Linked DNA regions of Rattus norvegicus: region 1 is linked to region 2. A link is a contact called in public Hi-C data. All regions are on one chromosome and are shown on one strand. The core of a region is the stretch at or near the end of the contact, and the rest is flanking DNA. Distances in the headings are between cores, read along the strand shown.

What was found. Hi-C and Micro-C count contacts between places; a contact is called where the count stands out from the background.
Region 1: a contact with region 2 is called in a Hi-C map of liver, with 4 times the contacts expected there. The contact joins the enhancer-like site here to the promoter of Insc in region 2. A contact is called at or near these places in 11 of 12 Hi-C or Micro-C datasets (the A7r5 cell line, the Rat2 cell line, Schwann cells and 6 more) and 1 of 1 datasets of contacts at active chromatin or transcription factors (oligodendrocytes).

What each region holds. Positions count from the first base shown.
Region 1 is chr1:178,500,698-178,508,250 of GRCr8, reverse strand. The region is part of intron 7 of Insc (INSC, spindle orientation adaptor protein); the gene reads right to left. Among named protein-coding and RNA genes, the nearest start is that of Insc, 77 kb to the right of the region's middle. Within about 2 kb of position 4,735, at least 13 of the 93 cell types and tissues checked have an H3K27ac peak or open chromatin away from gene starts, as enhancers often do. A contact at or near this core is called in Schwann cells and liver, where this site is marked.
Region 2 is chr1:178,423,174-178,430,683 of GRCr8, reverse strand. Insc (INSC, spindle orientation adaptor protein) reads right to left here and starts at 3,261. Exons shown (of 13, transcript NM_001106285.1): 1 at 3,004-3,261. The coding sequence starts at 3,099.

The DNA.
Region 1 (7,553 bases), core at 3,486-5,985, 76 kb before region 2:
GGAGAGCAGATAGCAGGGTTTATGTGGCCTCTCTGGGGGAACGAAAGCCAATAAGGCAGAGGGAGGAAGATGCACAGGCAGAGAAAGTAGAAAGGGGCATCTTCAGCGGAGAGCAATCGTGGCTTGAATCACTTGGGAGTGTAGCTAGAAACTAATCTCTTTATTCGCAGAGATTTTTTTCCTTAAAGCACATTTTAAAGAGATGTGTTGGAATGACTGTTCCTTGCGTCAGTGTTACTGGCCTTGTGCTATATAAAAATGCCAACTTTTCAACAAAGTCCCATGGAGGCCCAGCTGGGACCTGGGTGTAGCCAAAGTGCTTAGGTCAGCGATTATCTGATGATCAGTGCCATCATCTGGGGGAATATTAAAAATTATACTAGTTAGGCACTAGGGAGGCAGAGGAAGGTGGATCTCTAAGTTTGAGACCAGCATGGTCTACAAAGTGAGTCACAGAACAGCCAGGGCTACTCAAGGAAACCTTATCTCAGTAAATCTATACACACATACACATATATATCTTCAATTTAACGAACTGAATTTTTATTTTAATGACATGTCATCTTTTAAAAGATTTTTTTATGTAAGTCTAATGGACATCTTGGCTTGAACACCAGTGTCCTGGGACCATTGTGGTACAAGAGAGTTGACACAGCCTTCAGAGTTTGGAGAGTGCCTGCTTTCTAACTGGACTTCCTCAAGATACAGCACACACAGCCGCAATGAACCAGTCAACGACACATTAGCCTTCCTTTTAATTCAGCAGCACGACAAAGGAGTCCATCACCAGCATCTCCAACACTGTGCTTGCCAATGCAATCACCCAAGAGAAGAAATGATGGTTAAAAGAAGCAAACCAGCCATTCTGCATACCATCCTTTACATGTGGCGCAAATGTGCAGAAAAACATGAGGCAGTCAGCACTCTACGAAAATGTGTAAGTAGATTTAACACAACCACTGGATACAGTATCAAGTATATTTTCTGTGTATTAGCAGAAAGATTTCAAAAATGGTAATTTAAGGTACAACTCACATTACCATAAAGCATAGATATGAATAAATATTTAAAAGATATATGAGGGGGTCAACCTTTAAGGTCTACACTAAGCAGTAAGGCGCATGATGTTCATTGATCAGACTACTCTAATTGTTTGAGATGCCAAACATATAGAAATATAAAGAACTCTTAATTAAAATATTGGCAGGTATTTTGTAGACTCCAACAAGCTGGCTATAAAATGGAAATATGAAGATTTGCCAATATCATCTTAAAGAACAAAGAGAGTACTTGTACAACTCATTATCGAGATTTTTTTTGTTTTGTTTTTTGTTTTTGTTTTTGTTTTTTTTAGATTGAGGGCCTCAGTGTTACATTGGTAAAAGGACTAACAGAACAGACATACTGTATCCATCCCTTTGTTTACATAAAGGTCTCACTTCAACTTGGGAATGGTCTTTTCAATAAATGCTTTAGGCTCAACTGACTAACAGTATGAGTGGAAAACTGAAAGTTTAGTTTCGCACCAAGAGAGGTGAGTGGTAAGTCAGGATGTGAACAGCAAACCAATGAGCCTCCTTGCAATGGTTAGCTTTGCGGACCTTGCACAGCCCAGCATAGGAAGAAAGTTTCAATAAGGAACTTTCTAGACCAGATTGGCCTGTGAGGCATGTCTGTGGGGATTTGTCTTGATTGTTAACTGATTTAAGAAGACCTGGCCCATTTTAGGTGGCACCTGTCCCCAGGCGGGGTCTTCAGAGCAATATAACAAAGGAAGAAACTAGCTGAGGACAAGCAAGGGTCCATACATTCATTTCTCTCTGTTCTTGACTAAATATATGATCTCACCAGATGCTTAGAGCTCCTGCACTGGGGCAGCCAGATCCCCAGTGACAGACTGTAATCTAAAATTGCCAACTCAAACAAACCCTTTCTCCCCCTAAGTTGCTTTTTGTCTGGATATTTTGTCACAAGAACAGAAATGAAACAAGGACAGTGTCAAACCAAATACAGGAAAGTAGCCTCAGCATTCTGGGGGAAGCAGGGATTTCTTAAATAGACAGAAGCAGCACTCACTATAAAAAGGAAGATCAATAAATAGGACTGTAACAAAATCAAGAATTTCTATTAATCAAATGACAACATTAAGAGAATGATAAAGCAAACCACAGGCTGACAACATTTATTCTTGCTGCCTCTATCCGAAAAGGGATTTGTGTCTAGAATTCATTTGAAAATTTATAAATCAATAAGGCAAGACAAACGATGCAATGTTTTCAAATGAGACATTGAACTGACGTTTCACCAAAAGAAAGAAGAAGAAAAAACACAAGACAACCAAATGGACAGCAAGGATATGAAACAGAGCTCTGACTCGCTACTCATCAGAGAGACAAACTTCAAAATCATAATGAGAGATGAATTTGTGCCTGAGTAAGCCAGAGGCAGGGGACTGCCTCATAAATCTACAAGCATCTTCATCCCTGCTTCTGAAATGGTCTAGGAAGAGGCCCCAGCACAGCTCTGGAAATTGAACACACTCATCATGTCTACAGGCCTTTCTGCCCACCCACCCCCAGTCTCCCTCCCTTTCCCTGTGAGCCTCCTCCTTTTCCTCACAGCCCTTCCCTATCTGCAGGGAACCAACAGGCCCACCACCACTTGCTCTACACTGTCAGTACCAGAATGTGGAAGGAAGGGCATACTTCTGGTCCAGTTCCACCCCAATCTGCACTGATGCTCACAGAGGCTCACAGTCTCCCATTTCCTTTTGCTGCCACAAGCCCTGTGTCCCCTGCTCCCCTCCTAGTGGTGCTTCTCCATTCAAAAGCCAAAGGACAGCCCAGCATCAAAAGCAGCCAAAAGCATCACCTCTACCCCCAGTCAATTCCCCTTTGCTATGTCCCCTGCTCTTCACCACACCAGCATCACGTTCGCACACAATTTTCCATCTTTCTGAGTCATTTGGCTTCTAAGGAGGACGTGCACACCAAGTAACATTTTATCCACATCAGAGTCTCCTCACCCCTGGTCACCAACACACAGAGAAGGAAGGGAGTTTCCCAAAGCAAGGCACAGGGTCAAAAGGCTACAAGTTCTGCTTCAATGGCTTCTCTGGATCTCCATTCACACCCAGGGAACAGGTACCAGAATTCCCAGCTGAGAGAGCTCAACACCTCCTCGTTTTCCTACATCACATTGTCTTACAAAATTCATTCATACTCCACACGCTACCCAAAAACTTACTAAATGGTATTGGGAAACGTCCTTCTGGTTCTTTAGGGAACCAGTCACCAAGAGAGAACAGGCCTCACTACTCATCATGGCAACTTCTACCCAGGAAGCATCCTCAGTCTCAAGTGCTTGCTATTTATCTCAACTGTCTCACAGTGACTACACATCCTGGCTCACCAGCCTCCTATGTCTGCTTGGAGATGCAGTGATTTGAGTCTGGGGTCTGAGGAGGGAGGGAGAGAGGAGAATCTAGCATAAACCATAAGGCCTAGAGTGCAATGGAACTTAGCTCATATCCCACAGAAACATATTTCAACATTTTAGCCATTCTTTCCTCACTGAAGGACCCACCCCCACTCCTCTGTCTGCTGCCTTCACTTCACACAGGCTCCTGAAACTGCTGGCAAAGGCTTTGCAAGGAAGACCATCTATACCTCACCTCAGGCTGATGATAGGAATAGTGTGTGTGTGTGTGTGTGTGTGTGTGTGTGTGTGTGTGTGTGTGTGTGTGTGTGTCCATGCCTTGACAAGCCAAAGCAGTTATCAAGATAGTGGGGAGCAGGGTCGTTAGGGGAGAAGCCAGGCAGAGCTCTGGGCAAGAATGTCAAAGAGACAAGAGAAGCAGGTCAGAGCTGGCTCTGAACTTAAAGTCAACAAGCAGAGGTGAAAAAACAAACACAAAAAGAAGACAAAACAAAAAAAACAAACAAAAATTCTTCTGTTAAGATGTTCCAGCAGAGGCAGAGGCCCCACTTGAAGATACACACATACAAGAGGCCATAGGTGTCTGTCTTAAAAGCATGCAGAAAGATCATCCCTCCAGTTTTACCTAAAGCAGCTGAGGGGTACAAGGTTACATGTGTGGCTGGACAGCATCTCCAGCCCGGCATACCAAAGGGCAGTGGGTGGCAGGGAGCATGCTCAGTCATAACCTGGGAGACAATAGGGTTTCTGTGCTCAACAGAGAGAACACAGAACCAGAGGTCAAGCCTGATGACCTGAACTTGATCCCCTCAACCCCACGGTAGAAGGAAAGAAAGAACTCCCTCTTCCAAGCTGTCCTTTGACCTTCACATGCACACCGAGGCACATGCACATGGTCACTCTATTACAATTAATTAATTAATTAACTGTAAAATATGCATAGCTCATCCTCTGGGGAAGCCTCAGCAATCTGGGTTAGCGGCATAGTAGATTGCAAGATCTGTCTGCATCTTTCACCTAGAGGATGATATAGGAAGCATTGGTTATCTTAAATTTTAACCACTACCCAACCTTGGACATTGCAGGATATATCTTCTGGCCCTAACCGTTGATTCCAAGACCCAGAGCCCAGTAGCCACAGCAGTTCCAGGAAAATGCGGTCTTCGGCAGCCTGATAGTGGAGCTCTTGTCCACCAGGGGCCGCTGTTGCACAGCACATGGTGTCCCACAGAGTCCCAGTGTGAATCACATAGACTGCCACGCAGCTCCAACCCTTCCAATTCAGGTTGGAATTGATTGGCAGGGAAACCTCAGTTCCCAACCAGCACTCGGGACAGTACTGGCCTAGTAAAAGCAAGAGGGAAGTACATAGGATGGGGATGGGGTGGGGGTGGGGGTGGGAGTGAGAGGGCTAAGCTTTAATCATCTCTGCTCCTCCACCTGGAGACAGACTGGAAGGTAGACTGCGAGACAGAAAGAGCCACACTCTTCCAGAGAAGACTGAGTCACAGTTTTCCCCTCCTCTGCCCTGCAGTCAGAGCAGCCCAGCTAACTGACTGTGACCCTGAGGTCTCGGGTCAGCCCCAGCCTGTTCTCAGGGCAGCTGAAGTCATTGTTAGGCATGGGGTGGAAGCACCAGTTGAGCCCCAGAGAGGAGAGGGCAGCATCTGGGGAGTCTGTTTTCAGAGCACCCGGTCTCTTAATCAAGAGCTTCTCCTAGGGGAAGAAGAGTCAGTGAGGCAAATCAAAGACCTGATATCCACAGCGCCCCGACTCCACCCACACAGCCTCACTCACTTAACTATCAGGACTGGATCTAGCAAAGTAAGTCACTGCTTTGTGCTGGGGCTGCACACTGTGAACTCTATTGCAGCTTTTGAATCTTGGAGGGTTCAAGGGTCTACCCTTGTCAGCCTCTATTTGAACTTTTGTAAACGGGAATGGAGGTGGCCACCAATCCTGCATTACTTGAATAACAACTGTGAGATTCAAAAGGGCTAAAGGGCGGGCCTAATTTCTTTTAAATGTACTATGTCTGACTAGCGGCCACTGAGCAGAGCACCACGGTGGAGAGACTCCCAGTAAGCAGGCAATGGAGCGCCCCAGCCCCCTCACCCCACCTCCGCCCCACCCCCCCACCCCCACCCCACCCCCGCACTGCCACCAACAAGCCCATTTCTTCCTGCCCAGGGTCTTTGCCTAGACCTCCCTGTCTCTATTGCCCAGGCATAACCCAGCATGAAAGGTGAGCTTCTGCATGAGGTAAGCAGCTGTTTCCCTTCCCACATCCACCCTCACCCCAGAGACTTTCTGCTTGGACTTGAAATTGAGTTCTTCTACCTCCCCTGATCGTCCTTAATTTCTTTATCGATTTTCATTAAACTCTCCCTTTGGCTCCAGGACAAAGTAAACTAACTCCTTATTTTTCACAAAAAAAAAAAAAAAAAAAAAAAAAAAAGAGGGGGTGATGAGTTAGAAATAAAAGAATGTTCTTCAGGAAGTGGGACTTGCTCTTGTCTAAGGCTAAAGGGAAATTTCCAAAACTGTCTCGAGAGCTGGCTAAAGTTGGCTGAGCACTGGGCTTTGGGATGTTCCTGACCTCTCATGGTCTTAGACCTGTGCTTTTCTGCTCTGCAGGTGCACGGCTCCTCCTCTGGACCATGTGCTCAGTACTGATCCTGATCTTTGGTCCCGTTCTTTGAGCCAGCAGTACCAGGCCCTTACTTTAGTCACACCTGGAACTCTCCTATGGCCATTGCAAAATCCTTGGCACCCAGTCTCTTTGGAGGACAATGCAGAGTCTCCCTAGACCACCATGTAGGACAAACAAGCTAGATATAGGCAGGCTATGTCCCATGCACAGATTCCAACTGTAGACCCAATGCGTGTTTCCTAACTCTGACAAGGGAGGTACCACTTCATTTCTCAGAAGACAACGCCAAAAGTCAGAGGGAAGTAACAAGCTCCTTGGGACTCTCTTCCTCCACGAACTGTGCAGCTCTTGGCAATGCCAGTCTGTGTGGTGTCAGGAAAGCAGCCCTGACCTGTCAACCTTGGGAGTTGGGAGTGTCTGCTCTCACTCTATCCCAGGCTCCAGGTCATCTTGCTCCAGTCATCTCCCAAGTGTGGTCCTGAGAACATTATCATCTCTCTGGGCTCCTCTGATTCACTGAGTGTGGAGCTCCTTAGAGACACAAAGCTCCACAGATCAATGGCCAGCCACAGGGTCCTTTGCATCTCCTAAGACTTCTTTCCCTTGCACCTCTATACACCCACTGGGACCAGATCTCCACTAGGCTTTTGATTCTCTTTCACCAGGAATTCTGAAAAGAGGGAGCCTCCTTGAGGTCACAAGCCAGCCTCCACTCTATATGCACTTCTGGGCTCTCCACATTTGGCCTTTGAAGCAAGCTGCTTACCTTCTACCCTGAGTCTAGCATGGGACCATTTAAGGAGACATGACTATCTGCAGAGGACCAGGAAAAGCCTGGCTGACTTCGAGAAGTGTACTGATCCTGGTCCCAAAACAGTGTGGAACCTGTGGCTGAAGTAAACTAGATCTCTACAGGGAAGACCCCTTAGACCTTTCTAGAGAGACCTTCCCTGACTAATACCTTGATCCTAGCTCCAAGGGAGCCATTCACCTGTGGTCCCCACCTCCTCCTCCTACAGACAGTAACCTCCCAGAGTCCAGTCTCTTCCAAAGTCCTTGGTATTAACACTGCCCCAGGCCACAATCATGAAAACTGTGATTCAGCCCCACTGTGCCCTAAGTCCCATGAGATCTCAGTGTACTTAAATCAGGAGAGTGTCTAAAAGGCTCCAGAAGTTATCCCAAGTAACTTGCAAATTCTCCAAACTTAATAAGCATGAAGAATCAAGTTTAGACCAAGGGCAGCCTGTCCCTCGACATCTGCAGGGCTCAGCTGCACTGCAGAGACGGCTTCCCAACAACACATGATAAAAGAGTGCGTCTGGAGAGTGAGCACTGGACAGTATGAAGGGCGGAGTGAGTGGATGAGAATGGCAGTCAGAGGAAGGAGCGGCAGTCAGTGACTTAAAGTGAGTGACTGAAGGAGACCAGGACTTTTTCAACCCTTAGCAATCTGACTTGG
Region 2 (7,510 bases), core at 2,012-4,511:
GAAGCCCGCAGTGGAAAGTATTCCCCTACTGAGACTATTTTTTCAGAGATGACCAATGAAGGGTACAAGAAGCAAAAGGGGTTGGGGTTAAAGGCCATGTCAGGTTCAATTCCAGGCTGTGTGGGTTTGCATAGGCATCTAGCACATGAGTGTATACTGCATACATGCCATTGGTCATGGGTGTAAGTCTGTGTGAAGTGTGGTTGCACTGTGTGTGTGTGAATGAGTGTCCCCTGTCCCCTGTCTCTCTGGTTATGAAAGTGGAGTTCCGCCCCTGGCCCTGTGGAGTAATAGAAGTCAGAATCCCATTCAATCTGATATTGGATTAGAGCTTTGAGCTCCAGTGTGGCCCAAAGCCCTAAGAAACCAAAGCTGCATGACCTACAAACAATACAAGCCAGTTAAGGACAACAGCTGGGGACAAGTCAGGTCACCCCAGAAAGTTTGAGTTCAGATATCTGTTGCTGTTTATCCCCTACCCTCTACCTATCACCTGTCTCTCAACTTCAACCTTCATCCTGCAGGGTCCTGTCAGGTTCTACTCCTTTAGAGCCTTCCTGTCCCCTACACAGAGGCTTCCACTGTCGTAGCTAGAGTCACCTGTGTGACACACTTGTGACCTGTGGGCATGCTTCAGGACACACACACACACACACACACACACACACACACTGAGAGAGAGAGAGAGAGAGAGAGAGAGAGAGAGAGAGAGAGAGAGAGAGGAGAGAATTCCACATGATGACGTCCCATGCTCCACACACTCCCTCCCACTGACACCCACACTCCTACTCACAAACTCTTACACTGACACAATCACACCTGCTATCCTATAAGTCACAACCGTGCTAGCAGCTCCAGCCCCAGCCCCTGGATCCAGCCAAAGGAGCTAGCCATCCCCTCTGTTACTTACTCTGATCTTACAAGGCAAAGAGCAGTGTGTGCAGAGTCCAGCGATGGGTGTCAGCTCACAGCAGCTGGAACTCCAGAGGCTAGGAGCAAAGTGGCCGCGGGGGCGCTGAGGACTGCGTTGTCTTCGGCCCCTGCGGCTTCCCCCACCCCCAATCCCAGACTCTTTCCTGGCGGCGCGCGCCCTGCCAAGTGTTTGTCCCGCGCCAGGCACCGTGGCCTGCAAGGCTCCGCCGGGGCGCGAGGGCTATTTCGGAGCCCCTGGCCACGGTGGAGACCGCGCGCTGTCATCTGTGGGAGCTCTGGAATGAGAACGTGGTCGGGTCTAATTAGAGACCCGGCTCACCCCTGGGTTGGGCCATCACCCGGAGGCTCCAGAGCCGGCCAGGCGAGGGCGCCCACATGTGTCCTGCATGCCAACATCTGGAGTGGGAAAGGGACTATGCTGCCACGATAAGTTTTCTGGAGCTGAAAGAAAACAAGGAGAGATTTGGGTCCAATTTACATCCCTGAGGAGGGAGCGGCCTCGCTGAACAGCCCCAGAAATAAGCCTGGGTTTGTCCACTGCAGGTGCTTCCCTTAGGAAACTCAGTTACTCACTTAAGTCACCCTCCAAATCACAGATTTGCCAAAAATGACAGGGGGTGTTGATGAGAAACCCCGCCACCTCACCCTCACCCTGGGCTCCGTGTCAGATGGCTAAGTCCACAGAAGTCTGGTCCAGGCCCAAAAGCTCTGGAATGCTACATTTTTAGACCAAAAGGAAGCTTCTAGTTCATTCTATCCAATGCCTTCCACTCTGCCATGAATCCCCAGGGCCTGAAAAGTCTCTACCTTGGTAGATTGCCAAGAAAAGACAGTTCTCCAGCACCTGAGGCCCTGGCAGGAGGTTTGCTTACATTACATGTTCAGGGAGAGGAGGCTCAGTACCCCACCTCCATGGTGCAATGTCCTGAGCTCTTAATGCTAAACCTCCCTGTTCCTTGCTTCAGGCTCTGGCTGGCACTGCTGCTGCCTGGCCTTGGGCTTACCACAGCTTTGACAGCAAAGCATCCATCTTGGCTCTCTAGGAGCTTGGGGCTGCAGGTGGCCCAGTCATTCCCAGGAAAAGCCAGTTTCAATTCCAGCCTGCTTCCATCCAAACAGCATGACTTTGCCCCCAGTTATGTGAGAGGACTTTAGTCCAGTAACTCTGGGTCTGTCTCCCTCTCTGGAATGGGGCTGGGGCCTCTAGGCAGCATTGACTGGGTGCTGACATTACATCATACCTTTTTCATGTGGACAGGTTGCAGAATCGTCTCCCCATGTGCTGCTGGTGGGAGAAGGGGTACACAAATAACCTGTCCTTCCTCCACTACCTACTTTCCAGCTGTATCTGAGTCATGTCAGCCAACTACTCTGAACTTTACTTTTCCCATACATGTAATGGGATCATAACCATGTCTGCCTGCTCATAAGGTGTGCAAGAGCTCATGAAATGTCCAGGAAGGTTAAGATGGTTTGTAGCTTGTTAGAAGTGAAGGTTGAGTCTTAAAGAGCATCCCTGTTAGCAAGAGGCCTCAGAGGGCTTTTATTTCTGAATCTGAGTTTAATCTTATACCTATATTTGAGAGTAAGGTTTGCTATATGTACTCTTGAGGAATTTGTGGTTAAAGCTTCAACCCAACGCACATACATACACATCATACACACCACACACACACACACATATTCATAAACACACACAAACACATACATATGCACACACCACACACAAACACTTACATATGCACACACCACACACAAACACATACATACACACAGACACATATGCACATATGTATACACACATGTACACCCATAAATACACACATACATACACACAAAGACACACCCCCCAAAACACATACATGCACACATGCATACACCCACATATACACATACATATGCATAACATGCATACAAACGTGAATCATGTACATAGAAACACATGAGCACACATATACACATAACACATATACACATGTGTATGCATACACAGACACATGCATGCACACATGCATACTTACACATGTAGGCACACAAATGCATACACACACACCCTTCCCAGATACCTACAACACAGCACAGCCTCCTGGACTCCTGGGCTCCCCATAAGCCCCAGTTTCCTGGGCCTTCTCCGGTGGAGTCTCCATCCCCTGGGGGCCGCCTCATGGTCACAGTCTGGGCTATAGTGATTTAGGTGTTCTTACGGAGGCCCCTGTGAGCAGCTTCATTCTCTCCACCCATCCTTCTGGGCCATGGACCTGAGAAGGCCTGAGATTCAAAGCAAAGGCCAATGGGCAGACTCTCAAGGCTGCTCAGGACTAAGGCTGCCGCAGACGCTCCGAGTTAAAGTACCCTCCCTTGTACCTCTGTCTGCTTGGCTTCCCAAGCACTGCCCTGCTTAATTCTTAATGGAAATTCCATCCCCTTTGCAGGCTTCAGCTGGCTCAGGGAGCCCAGGCAGGAGCCAACAGCAAACTCCACCCTAAGAGAAGGGGGCCTGCCTGGCCATATAAGCACATACAAATGTTCACGTACACGTGGGCAGGGACATTCCCAGAGTCAGAGTCCTCCCCAGACACAGCCACACTGGGAAGAAAAGTGGGACTTTAGTTACTAAGTTTACATCTAATACTCAATATATACTGGCCTTTGCTTTAGCCATCCTGCCAGCACCAAGTTCACTATCATTCCCATTTTATACACAAAGAAACAAGGCAGGGGATGCAGCAGCTCACGCAAGGCAGGCAGTGACCAGCCTTACACCTGAGCACCAGGAGCTGTGCAGAGAGGGACATGCTCTTTGCATTCTGCCACCACACTTATTTTGCAGCTTTCATTTCCACTACACAGGCAGGGAACACAGGTGGCTCAGATCATACATCCATCCTCACAGCGGGTGATATAAAGGGCATGGTGGCTTCGATGTGAAATATCTCTCACGGGGTCATGTGTTTGGACAGACTGTTCTCCAGCCTTGGTGCTGTTTGGAAGATTGTGGAACTGGCTAGCCAGAAAAGTAAGTCATCAGAGGACAGAACCTATGGGTTATAGCCCAGCCCCACATTTAGCTAGTTAGATCACTCTGGCCCTCTGCTTCCTGGTTCACAGAGTCGAGGTGTGGAGAAGCTCCACTCCACCTGCTCCTCAGTGCTCCCCCACCGTGGTAAACTATACCATCAAACCGTGAGCCTAAATATTTCTTCTCTTAAGCAGCTTTTTGCCAGGTCTTTTGGTGACAATGACAAGGAAAAGTAACTAAAATAAAAGCACAGAGATGTTCATGGGAACCCACAAGGATGCACAGAAGACTCACATACCCTAAGTATAATCACAGGTCCTTTAGGCCACCTAAATGATTAGGAATCTGGGAATCTTGTCCAGAGCTGCGTCAGGCAAATGTCTATTCCAGCCTAACACCAAGTCTCTCTCCTCCCAAAGGGGCTATCCTCCACCCACCAGTTTACAGGTTGCTTAAATGTTACTTCTGGAAGCAGAATGGATTTCCAAATAAATGAAAGACTTGAGGTTTACTGTCTACTCAGTCAAGTCCATAGCCAATACCTAGGCTTGGTCCGGGTTCAGTGTTCCTTACATTTTCTGCCTTTTCTCCAAGAGGAGGACAAAGCGCTACCACATCCTTTTGATTCAGTCATACGCAAAGGAGCCTGGGAGAATATAAGTGAGTACTGCCCACACACAGTCTGCTCACGGAGTTCCCAACCCCCACACTGTGAGTTCTGCTCTCCAGACTTAGATAAGGCCAGAGGCAGCCCATGGGAGCTCACAACATGGCAAAGGAATATCAGCACCATTCAAAACAGAGCCATGTTCCAGAGGTAGAGAAGAGGGAGGGCTCAGCAATGAGTCCGGGAAGCCATCAAAAGCCTGAAGAGCTGAGAGAAGACACATACAGAAGCCAGGATCAGTCGAGTTCAGCCGTTCAGGAACTTGGACGCCGCCTGAAGTTCCCTGCTTCACTAGCAGCATCTACAAGTTAGGCAAGAGACGTGCATCCTCCCAAGAAGCCTCCAAAGACCATGCCCAGGGAGGCCTGAGGATGGCTTTGCAAGACAACCTGGATTGAGGGGCTTGTAACTCTCAAAGTCATTTGTCTAGTGACTCTAACCAAATATCTAAAACAGCATCTCAAGGGACAATGGGTCGTCTTGGCTCACAGTTTGAAGGGATACAGTTTATTACAATACAGGATATTTGGTTTTAGACTCCAGGACAAGGGGTCGAGGTTCATATTTTATATACCAAACCAGGCCTGGCCTCTAGGTTCTTCCAGCATCCCTCAGTCCCAACCTGGCATCCACTGCCCCCAGCCCTGAACTTTCCAGCCCAGTGGCTGGGCTGCCCTTCCCCAAGAGGCTCTTCCCAATATAATCCAGACACTTTGGTCTCTTCTCTCTCCTTCTGTCCTTCCATCTCTCCCTCTCTCTAAGTGTACACTCTTTCTGTCTTTCTCTTCACCCTACCCTCTTTTCCCTCCTCATGACAATAAACCGATGTATACCTAAATCTGGCTCGAATTGGCTCATTTCACCAGTAAAGAAGTAATTTATCACAGAAGGTGTAGTAAAGGACTCTGTTCATCGTGGTAGGAGCTTACAGTGTGGCAAAAGCTTGTCCATGGTGGCAGCAGTGTGCAGTTGGTATTCCTCACATCTTGGCAAGAAAGCTGACATGAGATGGAACCAGGTTGTAAAATCTCAAAGCCCACCCCTTGTAACCTACTTCCTCCAGAGAGGCTGCACCTCTAAAAGGTTCCACAGTCTTCCTGAAACAGTGACACCAGCTGGGGGCCAAGTATTCAAATACGTGAGGCTGGGGTGCGGGGGGGGGGGGGGGGGGGGAGTGGGGGGATGACCTTTTCACATTCAAACCACAACACCTTGATCAGACTTGGCCCAGTAATTTGCACTTCTAAGGAATTCATTTGGAGCTTTAGGAAGTTCTGCCTTCTAGAACCAGAGAAAGTCAGGGAAATTCAGCTCAAATCTAAACTTCCAACCTTACTCCAAAGTAAAGAATCCGGTCTTGAGGACAGTTCGTTCTTTCCCTTATACAACCACTTTGCCAGCTTCTGTGCCCCTCCACCCCACCTGTCAACTGCTGGTTGATTTTCCTGCTCCCCAGTGACCTCTATGTTTCAGCTTTCTTAATGACAAAGATACGATATTCTACTCTGTCTTCCATCAGCAGAGAGAAAGTTATCAAGATCAGGAAATTGCACAGAAATACCTTTGAACCAGACAGGCTTTCAGGACTTGGGGCAGAAATATCAGAAGGTTATGGTGGCAGCAGCTAGGCTGACAGCTCTACCCACAGAAAAGAAAGGAGGAGCAGGATTCTGTTACTTGGTTGCAATCTACTGCCCTGGATCTCTCCTGTATCCCTGAGAGACATTCCTAGATGCTCAGCATCTGGAAGGGACAGAGGGACAGGTACTCACAGAGGACAAGGGGAAGTGCATATGGACAGAGCCCCAGACAGGCCAGAATGGACACACTGAAACCCAGGAAATTTAGATCCTCTTTTGTGGTTCCAATTCTCATTAGTAAAAGAATTTAAGAATGGCCTCAACAGAAGCCCCCAGACAATTTTATTAGAGTTTAAAAGAAATAAGAAGATAAACAAACAAAAACACAGAGCAGACAATCTGTGAATCTCAGCAGCTTCTCAGAGAATAATGGATGTGAGAAGGAGAAAAGCCATGCCCTTTGAGGTGCCAACATGGGGGACTGCCACATAGCAGCAGGCAGTCACAGTGGGGGTGGGGCGATGTATAGAAAAAGCATACTTAGGTTCTGGCCAGCATCCAAATGAAAGAGACAGAAAAAAATAAAGTTTATTCAGAAAGGTGGTCAGACCAGCCAAACCTCATGGCTGTGCAGTAGAGACTGTGAAACCAGGGAAGGAAACATTTACTATCCCATTAAAGGAATAATTATTTCTCCTATCTCCTCAGCATGACCTGAGGTGAACCCAGGTCATTAACCTTGTCAAATTAGGGTGTTAGGCCTGCACTATGGTTCAAGATGCTACTTTCTTGACCAGAAGGTGTTTAAAAGGGCCTCTGTTGTCCTAGCAGCCCACCAATCTCTCCTGCCCGGCTCTGCACTTCCTCAAGAGGGAGACGTTGCCCAACTTCCATCACTAGTGAGAGGACTGTAGTTTAATTAGAATGGAGAGAGAGAAAACCTGCCCAAGTCTCCATCCTGGATGCTACAATCCTGAAATCCAGGTCTCTCTCCTCAGAGCTTCAGGGCCAGCAGGTAGATGATGATCTGGAGTCCTACTCCTCTTTCCAAGGAGGACAGCAATTCTCTTACAGGCAGAAACCTGAGTTCAGAGAGCAACTGCTTAGATTTCTAGGTCCTTGTGTCTCAAGATAAGGAATTGGAAAAAAATTTTAAAAAAAGATAAGGAATTGGACCAGGTTTATAGGATCACATGGATAGTGATAGAGATAGAGACAGTTTATGGAGAAAGGAGCAAAAGGAAGAAAGGAAGAAGAAAGGGTGGGACGAAAGAAGGGAAAAAGGAAGGAAGGAGGGAAGGAGGGAGGGAA